Linked DNA regions of Mus musculus: region 1 is linked to region 2. The links are chromatin contacts, called in public HiCAR-type maps. All regions are on one chromosome and are shown on one strand. The core of a region is the stretch at or near the end of the contact, and the rest is flanking DNA. Distances in the headings are between cores, read along the strand shown. Region 1 overlaps Aff1 (AF4/FMR2 family, member 1). Region 2 has its middle 6.1 kb from the start of Gm30443.

Evidence for each region. HiCAR-type assays count read pairs that join an accessible place to other places.
Region 1: a contact with region 2 is called in a HiCAR-type map of kidney, with 2.4 times the contacts expected there. The contact joins two enhancer-like sites. A contact is called at or near these places in 33 of 484 Hi-C or Micro-C datasets (the AtT-20 cell line, the BV-2 cell line, the C2C12 cell line and 25 more), 8 of 115 datasets of contacts at active chromatin or transcription factors (SST interneurons, T-cell acute lymphoblastic leukemia, embryonic basal ganglia and 5 more) and 1 of 9 other capture datasets (embryonic stem cells).

Annotation. Positions count from the first base shown.
Region 1 is chr5:103,833,851-103,840,155 of GRCm38.p6, forward strand. Aff1 (AF4/FMR2 family, member 1) reads left to right here. Exons shown (of 20, transcript NM_133919.4): 11 at 1-609. Among named protein-coding and RNA genes, the nearest start is that of Gm42139, 49 kb to the right of the region's middle. Within about 2 kb of position 2,736, at least 14 of the 459 cell types and tissues checked have an H3K27ac peak or open chromatin away from gene starts, as enhancers often do. A contact at or near this core is called in kidney, where this site is marked.
Region 2 is chr5:103,363,194-103,369,005 of GRCm38.p6, forward strand. No RefSeq gene overlaps it. Among named protein-coding and RNA genes, the nearest start is that of Gm30443, 6.1 kb to the left of the region's middle. Within about 2 kb of position 2,693, at least 43 of the 459 cell types and tissues checked have an H3K27ac peak or open chromatin away from gene starts, as enhancers often do. A contact at or near this core is called in kidney, where this site is marked.

The DNA of each region.
Region 1 (6,305 bases), core at 1,486-3,985, 470 kb after region 2:
TACGGCTCAAAGGAGCAGACTTCCAAAGACAGACCCAAGGTGAAGACGAAAGGCAGGCCGCGTGCCGTGGGCAGTCGGGAGCCTAAGCCAGAGGTCCCTGCGCCCACGCCTCAGGCAGCCGTGCCCAGACCGAAGCCGCCTGTGCCCACCCCCAGTGAGAAGAGGAAGCACAAGAGCTCCACGGCCCCCTCCAAGGCGCCCTCAGCCCCCCAGCCTCCGAAGGACAGTGCTGGGGACAGGAACCCAGAACACTCTGCTCTTGTCTCCTTGACTCAGAGCCAGGGTCCATCCCACAGCAGCAGGGGCAGCAGTGGCAGCGTCAGGACTAGTGGCTGCCGACAGGCTGTGATTGCCCAAGGGGACGGCTGTAAAGACAAGCTCCTGTTGCCTTTGAGAGACACCAAATTGCTCTCGCCGCTCAGGGACTCCCCACCACCGACAAGCTTGGTGGTGAAGATAACCCTAGACCTCCTCACGAGGATTCCCCAGCCTCTGGGGAAGGGGAGCCGCCCCAGGAAAGCAGAAGACAAGCAGCTGTCAGCAGGGAAGAAGCAGGACTCGGAGACCAAGAGCTGTGACAGCTCCAGCAGAGTGACCAAGAAGAGAAAGGTGGGTGCAGAGACAGGTGGTGGCATGGTCTTTGAGTTGTGGAAGCTTGCTCGGCTGAGCTGCCTCTCCAGGGCTCCTCTTGGCCTGCATCCGCTTCCCGTCCTGCGGGCTGTCACTCGGTCAGGGTATCTTGAGTCACTGAAGGCATCCTCTTTCTGCACACCCCACAGCGAGGCGCAGCATTTTTATGTTTTATGCAGATATGGTTTACTCCCTGGGTGCTGTATTTTATCCTGGAGGTTCCACAAAGCGGCGCGATAGTGTTCTGAGTCGTCTGAAGAACTGTGCACTCATGACCACGTGCTTTGTCCCTAGAACTAGCTAAGGCCTCTGGGGAGAGGTAGCGAAGTGAGCTGGTGGGGCAAGCTCGGCATGCTGAGTGGCCGTCACGATGTGTTTTCAAGGCAAACCTTCATGATGCGGCTTTCTATTAGGCATGATGCCAGTTTGGACAGTGTCGTCTTCCTTTATTCAAAGGGGTTGAGCTCTGGATTCCTGGATTTTTTTTTTCTTTTTCTCCTTTGTGATGAGGAAAGACTCCCGAGGGTACTACTACTACCTGCCCAGATCTTTTCACAGAGCACAAGGGCCATCTCTGCTTTGCTGACCAGGAGAGGATTTAGCACTCTTGAGTATAAGAAAGATATCTTACGAGGAAGATCATGTTGAAGCCCAGATAGTTTATCCACCTGGTTAAAGATATAGTGGCTCTAGCAAACCGAAAAGGGAGATTTCCCCCAGAACCTGGTTGCTGGAGACTTGAATATCTGTGACCCTATCTACTGTGCCCAGGTGCTTACTGAAGAAGGGGCTGTCTGAGCTGAGAGAGGACAGGTTTCCGTGTCAGGACTCTAGCTGGGGGACTAGGGGTGAGACAGTATATGTCTATGGAGCTCTGTTCTGGATCGTGCCACGTAGACCAGGCTGACCCCAAACTCACAGAGATCATCTGCCTCTGCCTCCTAGTTAAAGGCCTGCACCACCATGCTAGAAAGATTTTTTTTTAAAGCTTTTAGAATGAGATGGAATAGTGTGTGTGTCTGTCCGTCCATCCGCCTGCCTTTCTGTCTGAGACAAAACTTTATCGGAACTTGTGGTGGACATGCTTAGGGAAAAGTGTCCCTGCAGCTACTGCCTGAGCGGGACCCCTACTCGTGCTGGCCAGCAGCCAGTCTCCTGTCACCCCCATCTGAGCTGCCTTGGCTTATTTTATGTTGTCTCTGGCACTAATCCTCTGCTTTTCTGCCTCCCACTGGAGTGGAAGGAAATACAGTGTGCAGTGTGCTTCCTTGTTGGTTAGAGAGTCGTCAGCCTTCACGGGAAGGGGGACGTGGGGGGCGTCTAGGCTAGCTCCTCCGCATTCTGAGATCAGAGCCTGTCCTCTGGAAGCTGAGCCTCTAAGGCATGGCTCAAGGGAAGCATTCTGTTCAGAGCTTGGGGAAGTTTCCTCATCTCCACCGTGCACGTGAGTTCTGCAAAGTGTCTGGTCCAAGAGAAACTGAGGATAAGTGCCAACTGTGGTGCCTGTTAGCCAAGCAGACTGTGCCCTGGCCTCATGTGCTCTGTGCACTGCAGCAGGTACCTGTCAGGGTCTACCCGGCTCCTCTCAGCTCTCCTCGCCCCACCCCATCCCAATCTTCTCCAGTTTGTGGGCTTCCCTACCCCAGCTTCTGATTCCGATAGAACCTGCCATTTGGGCCATGTGCTCCAATAGATCTTGGTCCCCTCTCCTTTTTTCTCCCCCCCCCCCCCCCCCGCCCCCGTCCCCGTCCCCTCCATGGCTGATTCAGTCTGCTGACCATGTTAAGTTCGCTACTTCCTCTCCCTACTCTGGACCCTTCCTGATGCCTCTGGCTGTACTCTCCCTCATATGTCTACAACAGGAAGCTTCCCTTCAACCACACCTTGGAGTGGCCATGTCCTCATTCTAGACACAAAGCTCTAGCAAACAGCCAAGAGATCCAGCTTGGTAGTCAGCCTTTCCGTGGTGAAGATGGGACCCATTGGTTTAAATCCTGGCTGTATTAAAGTCCTGGCAAGCCTGATCACTTTACAGTCACCTAGGGACAGCGGGAGGAGGACTCTGGCATTTTTTAAATTCCTAGGCAGTCCTAATTCCGTGGGGCTGGAAGCAGTGAAGCGCAGCCTTCCCAGGTCCCTGCTCAGGCCGAGCTGGTGCTTGGGTAGAGGAGCTGTGGAGGTGTGCTGTGAGTGTGGTTAGCATCGGTTAGGCATTCATTGCTTCAGGTGTGGCATTAGTTAGCTGCTTGACTGAGACGCTTCCAGAGAGCTATGGATCCAAAGCTAGTTGTTGTATATTTACCCCTCAGCAGAGTCATGTGTTCTCTGATGCGGTAGGCCTTGCGTATGTTACCCGTTTTGTGCGTCAATGCCATGACGGCCATTCAGGCCTCCCTGGCTCCTCCGGTGGGGTCACCTGGTTTGCAAACCTGGGAACCTGGCTCTAGGCCAGAGGTTTACCAACTTTTTTTTGTTTGTTTGTTTGTTTGCTTTGTTTTTAAGATTTATTTATATGAGTATACTGTAGCTGTTTCCAGACACACCAGAAGACTGTATCAGATCCCTTTACAGGTGGTTATGAGTCACTACGTGGTTAATGGGAATTGAACTCAGGACCTTTGGAAGAGTAGCCAGTGCTCTTAACCATCTCTCTAGCCCCTGACTTGTTTTTTAACATGGGAATATTTCTCCCCAATGCCTTCATCTTCAGCGTGAAAGCTAGAAAACGCCTTTTCAAGATGTATTTAGAGACATTTAAGAGTTTTCCAAAACGTTCACGTGAGTGCAGTTTATTCAAAGCCCCCCACCCCCACCCCCAGCTTCTCACTGTCCTACTATGAAGTTTAACAAAAGTTCTCAAAGGATTCAAGTCTTTGAAGGCATTTTAGCCTTAAATACTCAAGAGAATATCAGAGATTACACAGTAGGGTGGGGATGGAGTTCAGTGTCTGAGCACCTCTCTAGCATTATTAAGGCTCTGGATGCAATCCTCAGCCATGCAAAACCAAAAGCCAGCCAGCAAGAGAGAGCCGATGGTGCAGACAGCTGTGATGAAGAGGGGACTGGGTTAGGAACAGTTGATGAGGCACAGTGGAGAAACTGAGGTAAATACACAAGCCGAGCAGTGCTTCTTTAAACTGCTGTGTACAAGTGCCAGCATCCACTCCCTTTTCTTAAGATTATGACTCTTTAGGGACACAGTCGGAGACTTCAGCTCTGTGTGTGCGCGCTTTTGTAAATGATCCATTCCAGCCATTTGACTGAAGATTGCCCCCTTCAAATAAGTGGCTATCTTTTGATATTATTGTGTTGGTGTCACCAGTGTAGCCCAGGCTAGCCTGAGAGCCAAGATCCTTCTGTCTCAGCTTCCCAAGTGCTGGGATTATAGTCATGTGCACAGATAAGTAGACAGTCTTCCTTATTTCAATAAATAACGGGATGAAGAGTTCACTGAAGTCTTCCTCTCTAACAGAATTGGTTTATTAATCAAGAAACCGTCATGTTTGGTGGGGGAATCAGTGTATTTATATACTCCTTCATTTATGTAGACAGAGGAAGGGAAGTCATTGTATGACAGGAAGAGGCGTGTTTTTTTATTATTATTATTATTAGATTATTTTACTTATTTACATTCCAAAAGTTGCCCCCCTTCCCTGAGTTCTTCATATCTCTCCTCGCTCCCCACAAAGGTGTGTTTCTTATGCTTGTCATGGTTAGTTCTGCCTTTGACCCATCCAGTTAACTAACGCCTTCTAGGTTTCTTTTCAGCTTGGTTGTTTATTGACTGGGGAGCATGGCAGGTGTGTGTGGTAGTGGAGGCTGCCTTAAGTCCGCCAGTTCCTGTGTGTCTGCCTCAACTGCCAAGGAGTAAAGCCGATCCACTTTCCTGTCCTGTGGGGCTTTCTTCCTGTCCTCTCAGGCAGTCTTCTGGTGGAGGTGTGAAGCGTGATCTTGGGCTGAGAGGTCATATCTTTTCTTCTTACTGAACCTCCTTCAGAGAGTTGCCCTGATCTTCCCATTCCCCCCCAGCTTCACACGCAGGCAAGCTACGTTGCTTCCTGTGTGAGCAGAGCCGTAGCAGTCCCTCCAAGCCACCGCCCTTTGCTGAGACCCAGAAAGGCTCAGGAATCTTATGGCTGTTCAGTAGTGGGGTGTGTGTGTGTGTGCATTCCTCCCAGTCTTGTGGTTTGTCCTGTCTCTCGTGTCTCTATAGACACGTGTCTCTGGGGAAGACTCTTGAGAGGCACAAAGGCAGAGCTCTCAGATCTGTATACTGACCCTGGCGATTACACTCACCAGGGCGGTTACAACACTCTTCCTGGCTCCATGCCTCCATTGCCCAATGTGGCCACCCTGGTGCCCATGCACTCCCGTTCTCCAGGATCTCAGGTTCTTCCTCACACCCTCTCGTCTCCACCACTATAGCCAAGCTCCCAGGATCTTTCCCACCAGTCAGAACCTGTGGACCCTAAGTGAAACGCTACCTTTCGCTTTCCTTTGAACTACAGGCCACCCTCATGATGAGCAAGGTAGGCACCAGGCCACCGCCTACCCTCATGGTGGGCCCCGCACCCGCATGGCCCCATCTCTTCCTTTTATGGCCTTGCTCTTTTGCTCTGTTCTTGTAGGTGGCGCAGCACTTGGCATGTCACCCAACAGGCTGAGAAAAGCCAGCAGTTCACTGAGACTTGCTGGCAGCCGTTGGTCTTTCCTGGGTGGTTGGATGGGGATGCAGGCACCACTGGAAACTCACATTCCTTAAAGTGGGTTGACTGGCAGAGAGATTTGCTTTTTCCCCTCTTAAAGAACATTGCAGTCACCTAACTTTTGTGTGGCTTCCAGACCTAGAAAAAGCTAAAGACCCCATGCCTCCTATAAATGTGGCAGGCCTTACTCATGGGGTTCAAGTTCAATTACTGACCCCCACTACCGTGCACCCCCACTTTGGCCCTCTCTTTAGTCTAGCCTCTCAGGGTTCCTGTGCAGCCCCGCCCCAGGAGTGACTGCCACACAGCTTGGCTGCTGTTCTTAGTTTCTGTACCACTTGGAGATTCCACTGCTGCTCTGGGGAAGCCTGGGCCTTTCCACATAGACAACATGGGGGGGGGGCACGGTGCACAGGGGGCCCACACTGGAGCCTTTTGCTTACTTAGTTTAATGCCATCCTTTCCGTTAGGCGTTATGTACCATGCTTCTGTGTTCTGAAGTGCCCATAGAAAGCTAATGATTTAGGAGAGAGGTAAATGTTAGCATTTCCAGACGCTGGCCTCGAAGCTGATGTCTCCTGTGTGCTGGCTCCCCTTGTGCTTGTGATTGGCAGAGACTCCAGCAGCAGTCAGACAAAGATGGACTCTTGTTTCCCCTCTGGACTTGGGTGTCTGCACAGTTTGTCTTTGGCCTTCCCTGTTTTCCGTGACCTGCCTGGAAAATACCTTCCACTTAGATATATGCTTTATCGTTTCATGTGTAAATTAATCTCAGTGGCATACTCGAGCAAATTCTTATTTTCTCCAGCTGTGGACTTCCCACTTTGATGAAATGCTTGTCGGGGCGTCTGTGTGGCCTTCAGGTGGCACAAGAAGGTGCTAAACAGATAAGAGATTTACTGTCCCTGTGGCAGAGTTCTGTTTTAGCCTTTCATTAGACAAGAGATGTGTGGGCGTTACCGTTGTTCT
Region 2 (5,812 bases), core at 1,443-3,942:
CAAAAACCAAGGAAGGAGGAGCCCTCAATAATGATTGACATTTATTGCTTCTGTGGCTCCTGCTACAGATCCGGTGTGGACCTGATGCCCTTTTTATGAAGAGGGAGCAGAGGAGAGACTCTAGAAGAAACCACCAAGAGACTCCATCAAGAAACCCAAAGAAGGGGTCAAGACTGAGAACAACAGTCATGACTTGGAAGGTGGGGTGAGGGATGCCTCTGTGGTGCAGTTGAAGACTAAGAGACCACACCATTGACAACCTATTGTAAGCGGGGAGATTTGCCAGTGAAACAGATCAGATTCTGGTCTGATAGGCAACCAATCAGGGGAGCAGATACACCTGCCCAGTTGGAAGGAATGAATGATGAAGGAATTTATGACAGATGTACCTCAGCAGCAGATGGGGTATCTACTAAACAGGGAGACTGCTGCTTCACTCCAGAATGAAAGGAAGGGAAAGGAAAGGGGAAGAAAAGGGAAAAGGGGAAAGGGGAAAAGGAAAAGGGAGAAGGGAAAAAAGGGAAGAGGGAAAAGGCAAAAGGGAAAGGAGGGGAGGGGAGAGGTAGAGGGAGGGGGAGAGGGGAGAGCAGAGAGAGGAGAGGGGGAGGGGGAGGAGGGAGAGGAGGGAGAGGAGGGAGAGGAGAAGAGGGAGAGGAAAGGAAAGGAAAGGAAAGGAAAGGAAAGGAAAGGAAAGGAAAGGAAAGGAAAGGAAAGGAAAGGAAAAAGGAAAGGAAGAGAGAAAGAAAAAAAGCCCTAAATAAATAATTGACATTATAGCCGGGCAGTGGTGGCACATGCCTTTAATCCCAGCACTAGGGAGGTAGAGGCAGGTAGATTTCTGAGTTCGAGGCCAGCCTGAGTGAGTTCCAGGACAGCCAGGGCTACACAGAAAAACCCTGTCTCAGAAAACAAAAAAACAAACAAAAATTGACATTTTATATTTTAACAGCAGCAAAAAAAAGGCTTCAAACCAAAGATTTTTAAAACACGAAGCAGTGATTTTTTTTTCATGCCAAAACATTGCTGAGAATTTCATATCTCCTGGATTTCATCCATATTCTTTAGTTCCAGACCTAAAGCAATCTCTTGTGGTTTATAGGTATAAATTGATAATCTGTACTTGTAGCAGGGTGAATGTATAGGCTCTACTCTGCAAGTAACCTTATTTCTATAGGTATAGCTTGGAAACAAGTCGCTGTGCTCCCCAATGTCAACCAAAATCAAGTGCAACCTTTCTCATGCTCAAAGGCAGTATTAAACATATTGATAGAGACCAAGACCACCAACGTGATTTCAGGCAGGGAGGCTTTAGACTGGGCTCTGTGTGCAGCGACATGGTCAGGATTCCACAGCCGAAAATATGCAGGGGTAGCGGTGCTTCATCCTGCACTTCATCCTACCCTCCGCTTTGGCTGCCACAGAAGACCAGATAATCACACCAGATTCCTTTCCAGAGCCTGCCCTTCCTGTTTAAGCCCAGAAGAGAGGGTCTGTCTTAACCCCACCATCGAATTACTAAAATACCTTCCCTTGCGCAGCCTGACTCATCCCCCACCCCCGCACCCTCCTCACAGCACAGGCTCATCAGGTTAATTGTAATTAACCTTTCTAAATTGTAGCCTTTCTAGTTTATTCTGTGCCTCCCATCAAAACCTCTTAACCCCGACCCCTTCAAGTCTCGGGATGCTATAGAAGGCAGCAGGCAGTTCAGAGGTGTGAGTTTAAGGCTAGAAGGGCCACTATGTAGCGAAGCAGTTTTGCTCTCAGGCAGTTACAGTCTCCTAGGAGATGCATCTGTCTCGCAAGCTACTATAAGGCTGTGTGCTAATTGGTCTAATTAAGGTCAAGATCTACAGTTTAGGGATTTGAGACAAAGGACAGAGCCATTTGTTTTCTATTGGTGCCCATTGCTTAGTAAATGATCAGAACCAACTGCTTGTCAGTCGTGGTACTTTAGAAACGGGCTTCGACAACCTCCTATCTCTCTCTCTGCATTCCATACAAACCCTCAGTCCCTGCCAAATTAAGCTGATTAGCCCTGAAAGCGCTTGGCGGTTTCCACCCCCTTATCTTTCCTGATGCCAACTATTTTGAGTAAATCATTACCCCGCTCCTGCCCAAATGCCTGTTAGGTTACCTATTGCCGTTCCTTTAGAAACTCTGCATGAAACAATGTGTTGGGCACCCCCACCCCAGCTGAGTCACTCTCCACTCACTTTCCATTCTCAGTCTACCATAACCCCAGTTATTGAGACCTCCAGTACAGCCCGGCAGCCCCGCCTCCTGCGCTGGCGCTGGCGTGGTCCTCGCTGCCCACTGAGCTGCCCGCATCCACAGCGCTCCGCCTCCTTCTTCCTCTCCACCTCAACCTTTCCTGAGCAGCTGGAAGGGCTCTGTGTCCCTCCCCCATTCCCAGTCACCTCCCCACCCCACCCCGGGACTCCCTCACCCAGCCTGTGGAATTACCTTGTACAGCTCCAGGACCAGAGTCAGCAGGATGTGGCTATGACCACTTTAGAAAGTTAAGCAAAATACCACGACACTGGTGACCCTTGGAAGAAGTCTTGCTAAGCGAAATAATCTCTACGGGGGGGGGGGGGGGGGAAGAAAAATATTTGCTGTGACTCCGTCTACACTTAGAGAAAGCGCAGCAGTGGTTACCTGAGGCTGGTGGGGAGGTGAGAGGGGAGGGTTTAGTTTCACCACAGGAAGAAGACTGTTCTGGAAACAGCAAGCAACAAGGGTCACACAACAGTATAGGGTGGAATGCCGCCGAACTGCATACATAAACATGGTTAACGTGGTAAGCTTTGTTATGAGTAGTTTATCACGAAAATAGATTCAAAGCTACAGTACAGTTTAGTGCAAAGCTAACGTGGCCGCCTCCATCTGTTCTGGGATAACTCACTCTCGGGCTCAATCTCTCCCACCCCGAGCTTCCCCAATTACTCTGAGCATACCTTCACTCTTCCTTGTTCTTGGCTACTTTGTGGCCTGGCTGTGGATGTTTCTTTAAAATCGAGTGTTTGAGCAGTGGGAGCCAAGAGTTGCTAAATAAATATATTTTACCAAAGTATTGCTCCCTTCTCATGGTCCTGCTGTTTGGTTTTCCCACCTCTGTGGACTCCACACCCACAGACTCAGCCTCACGTTCTCTCTAACTAGAGATCGTGGAAACTAACCTCCCTGCTCTCTCCCTGTTCCAGGGAGGCCCGATTCGATCCCGCAGCCTGGAAGCAGGAGTCTGATACCATACAGCTCCCAAGGCTCTGCATTCATTATTACTCCACTTTCCCGCTGAATAATATTGCCTTCGTTACCTACCTCGCCAGAACGCACAAACAGTGAGATATCTTTCTGCTCTTCCCAGTGACTTCGACTGTGTACGCCATGCTTGTTTCAGATACAGTCAGGAGTTACTGGGGTATTTTAGGGATCACACTATCATTACCAATCAAGGGGGTGGTGGTGTGTTTTAGAAAAAGAAAGGAAGCCAGGGATGTGTTTGGTGGAGGCGAGGTATGGTGTGGGGGGAGGGGTGTGTCTCTTCAGGCCATGTAGAAGCATCCCTTTCTGCTGAGGGACAGGCCATGGTATAGAATAGAATAGTTTATTTAGGGCAGGGGGGGGGGGGAATTGAGAGAGTAGAGACAGAAAAAGGCAGAGAGAGAGAGAAATAGAGAGAGGGAGGAAGGGAGGAGGAGGGGGGGAGGAGGAAGAGGAAGAGGAGGGAAGTTGGGAGGGGAGGGGAGTAGAAACCGGCCATGAGCACATGGAGAGAAAGTGGGGAGAGGAAAGGGGAAAGAGGAGGAAGAGGGTACGGGATCAAAAGCAAGAGGAGAAGAGCAAGAGAGGGGGTGGGCAAGCAGCCCCTTTTATGGTGAGTCAGGCATACCTGGCTGTTACCAGGTAACTATGGGGCAGAGCCTAGAGGAAATGTCTACAGGTGGTAGTTTTTAAGTTAACCACAAAACCTCTTCAAATGCAAATGTATCACTTTTTCTTTTGTTTACCTGAGTTCTAACAAACTGTATGTGCACTGTTCTGGGAATCCATGAGTCCCAGGGCAGAAACGTCAAGATGTGTAAGACCCAGAAACGTCATCTAATGCAAATTTGAGCATGCCCGCTCACTGTACTGAAAGTGTCCACAATGACATCATCTGAGTACCATTCTTTAACCCCATGATTCACATACCTGCCCCTGAGGCAGCTTCGTAAATATCCCCAGCAAGGAAGTGCACCGTGGGCTCCCTAGACCGGGTCATACCATTGATCACCGTTTTGGAAACGAAGTGAACTCCTCCGGCCCAAATCTTCCGGGACTGGAATCCATTATGATAACACATTGGAATGCCACCGCCCAATTAAAGGAAATGCGGTTTCCTCAAAGAAACTTCTCAGAATTGGAGCAGGATGGATGTAATATGAACCCAGTGCTTCCTGTAGTATCAAAAAGCTTAGTCAAAGGGACAGGAGCACAACAGAGGAGCACAGAAGTCCACCTGAGAGGGCTTGCAGTGGCTAAGGCTGGGCTAATTAGGGTGGTAACAGAGACAGCAATTCAGTAGGTTATCAGCCGGTATTTAAATAATTACCTGTGAGCTCATAGTGTTATAAGTGAATAGGTAGGGAAAGGCAGAGTGAATTCCACTTGGTAAATTCTTGGTCTTCCAGGAAGGTGGAGGTTAATTCCCCCCGCAGGCCCCCTCCTGCTTCAGTGGCCTGTTTCCAGAGAATGTAACCAGAAGCATTGAGACTTCACTAAGAAGAAATCTGGCAAGCAACAGGGGAGACTCACATCATCAACACGAGCTTGTTGGATGCCCGTATACCTGAGAGGCTGTGAGGGAAGGTGCTTCTTTCTAGAACGTTCTAATCACAAAAAGATCAGGTATCCCCAGTTCAGAGGACTTTTCTACAAAAGACCTATCCAGCTCAGTGCCTCACAGACAAGCTAGGAACCAGGACAGACCAATGGACAGGACAACTTACCATAATGCCATGTTCCAGCTTGGGTCTTAGGATAGAAAAAAAAAAAAAAAAAAAGGTATTGCTGGGGGGTGGGGGGAGTGGCGAAAAACAAAGACAAAAACAACAACAAACCTAGTGAAATCTAGATCTGAAATTTAGTTAATTGTGACAGGGTTTCTCTGTAGAGCCCTGGCTGTCCTGGAACTCACTCTGTAGAGCAGGTTGGCCTCAAACTCAGAAATCTGCCTGCCTCTGCCTCCCAACTGCTGGGATTAAAGGCATGCGCCACCACTGCCCAGCTATGGCTTGCACACTTAAAGGACTTTTAATCCCAGCACTTGGCAGGCAGATTTCTGAGTTCCAGGACAGCCTGGTCTACTGAGTGAGTTCCAGGGCAGCCTGGGGTACACAGAGAAACCTTGTCTCAAAATACAAAACAAAACAATTAAAAAAAAAAAAAAAAAAAAAAAAAAAAAAGCATGAACTCAGAGTTCTGTGTTGCAAGGAATGTGCTCTACTCTAAACTGCGTCTTGAAAGCTCCTTGGTCTGCATGGGAACATGCTGGTCTTTGAAGATGTTGCCCTTAGAGAAGCAGTGTGGGGGCAATGTGGGAACCTCGTGTAGCAGTGCGTGAAATCCTCTGGGCAGTGTGGGACCTCTCCGTGGGGCAGTATGAGAACACTGTATTACTGCCGCAATCTTTCTGTGAGTAAAGTAATTCAAACAAAAACAACAACAAAAAATATTTTTAAGAAAATGTTTCATACCATCTGTACTTAGCTTTAGAAGTAAAATTTGGCTCCATTCCTAGAGGAGGAGTTTTCTACCCCGGGATTTA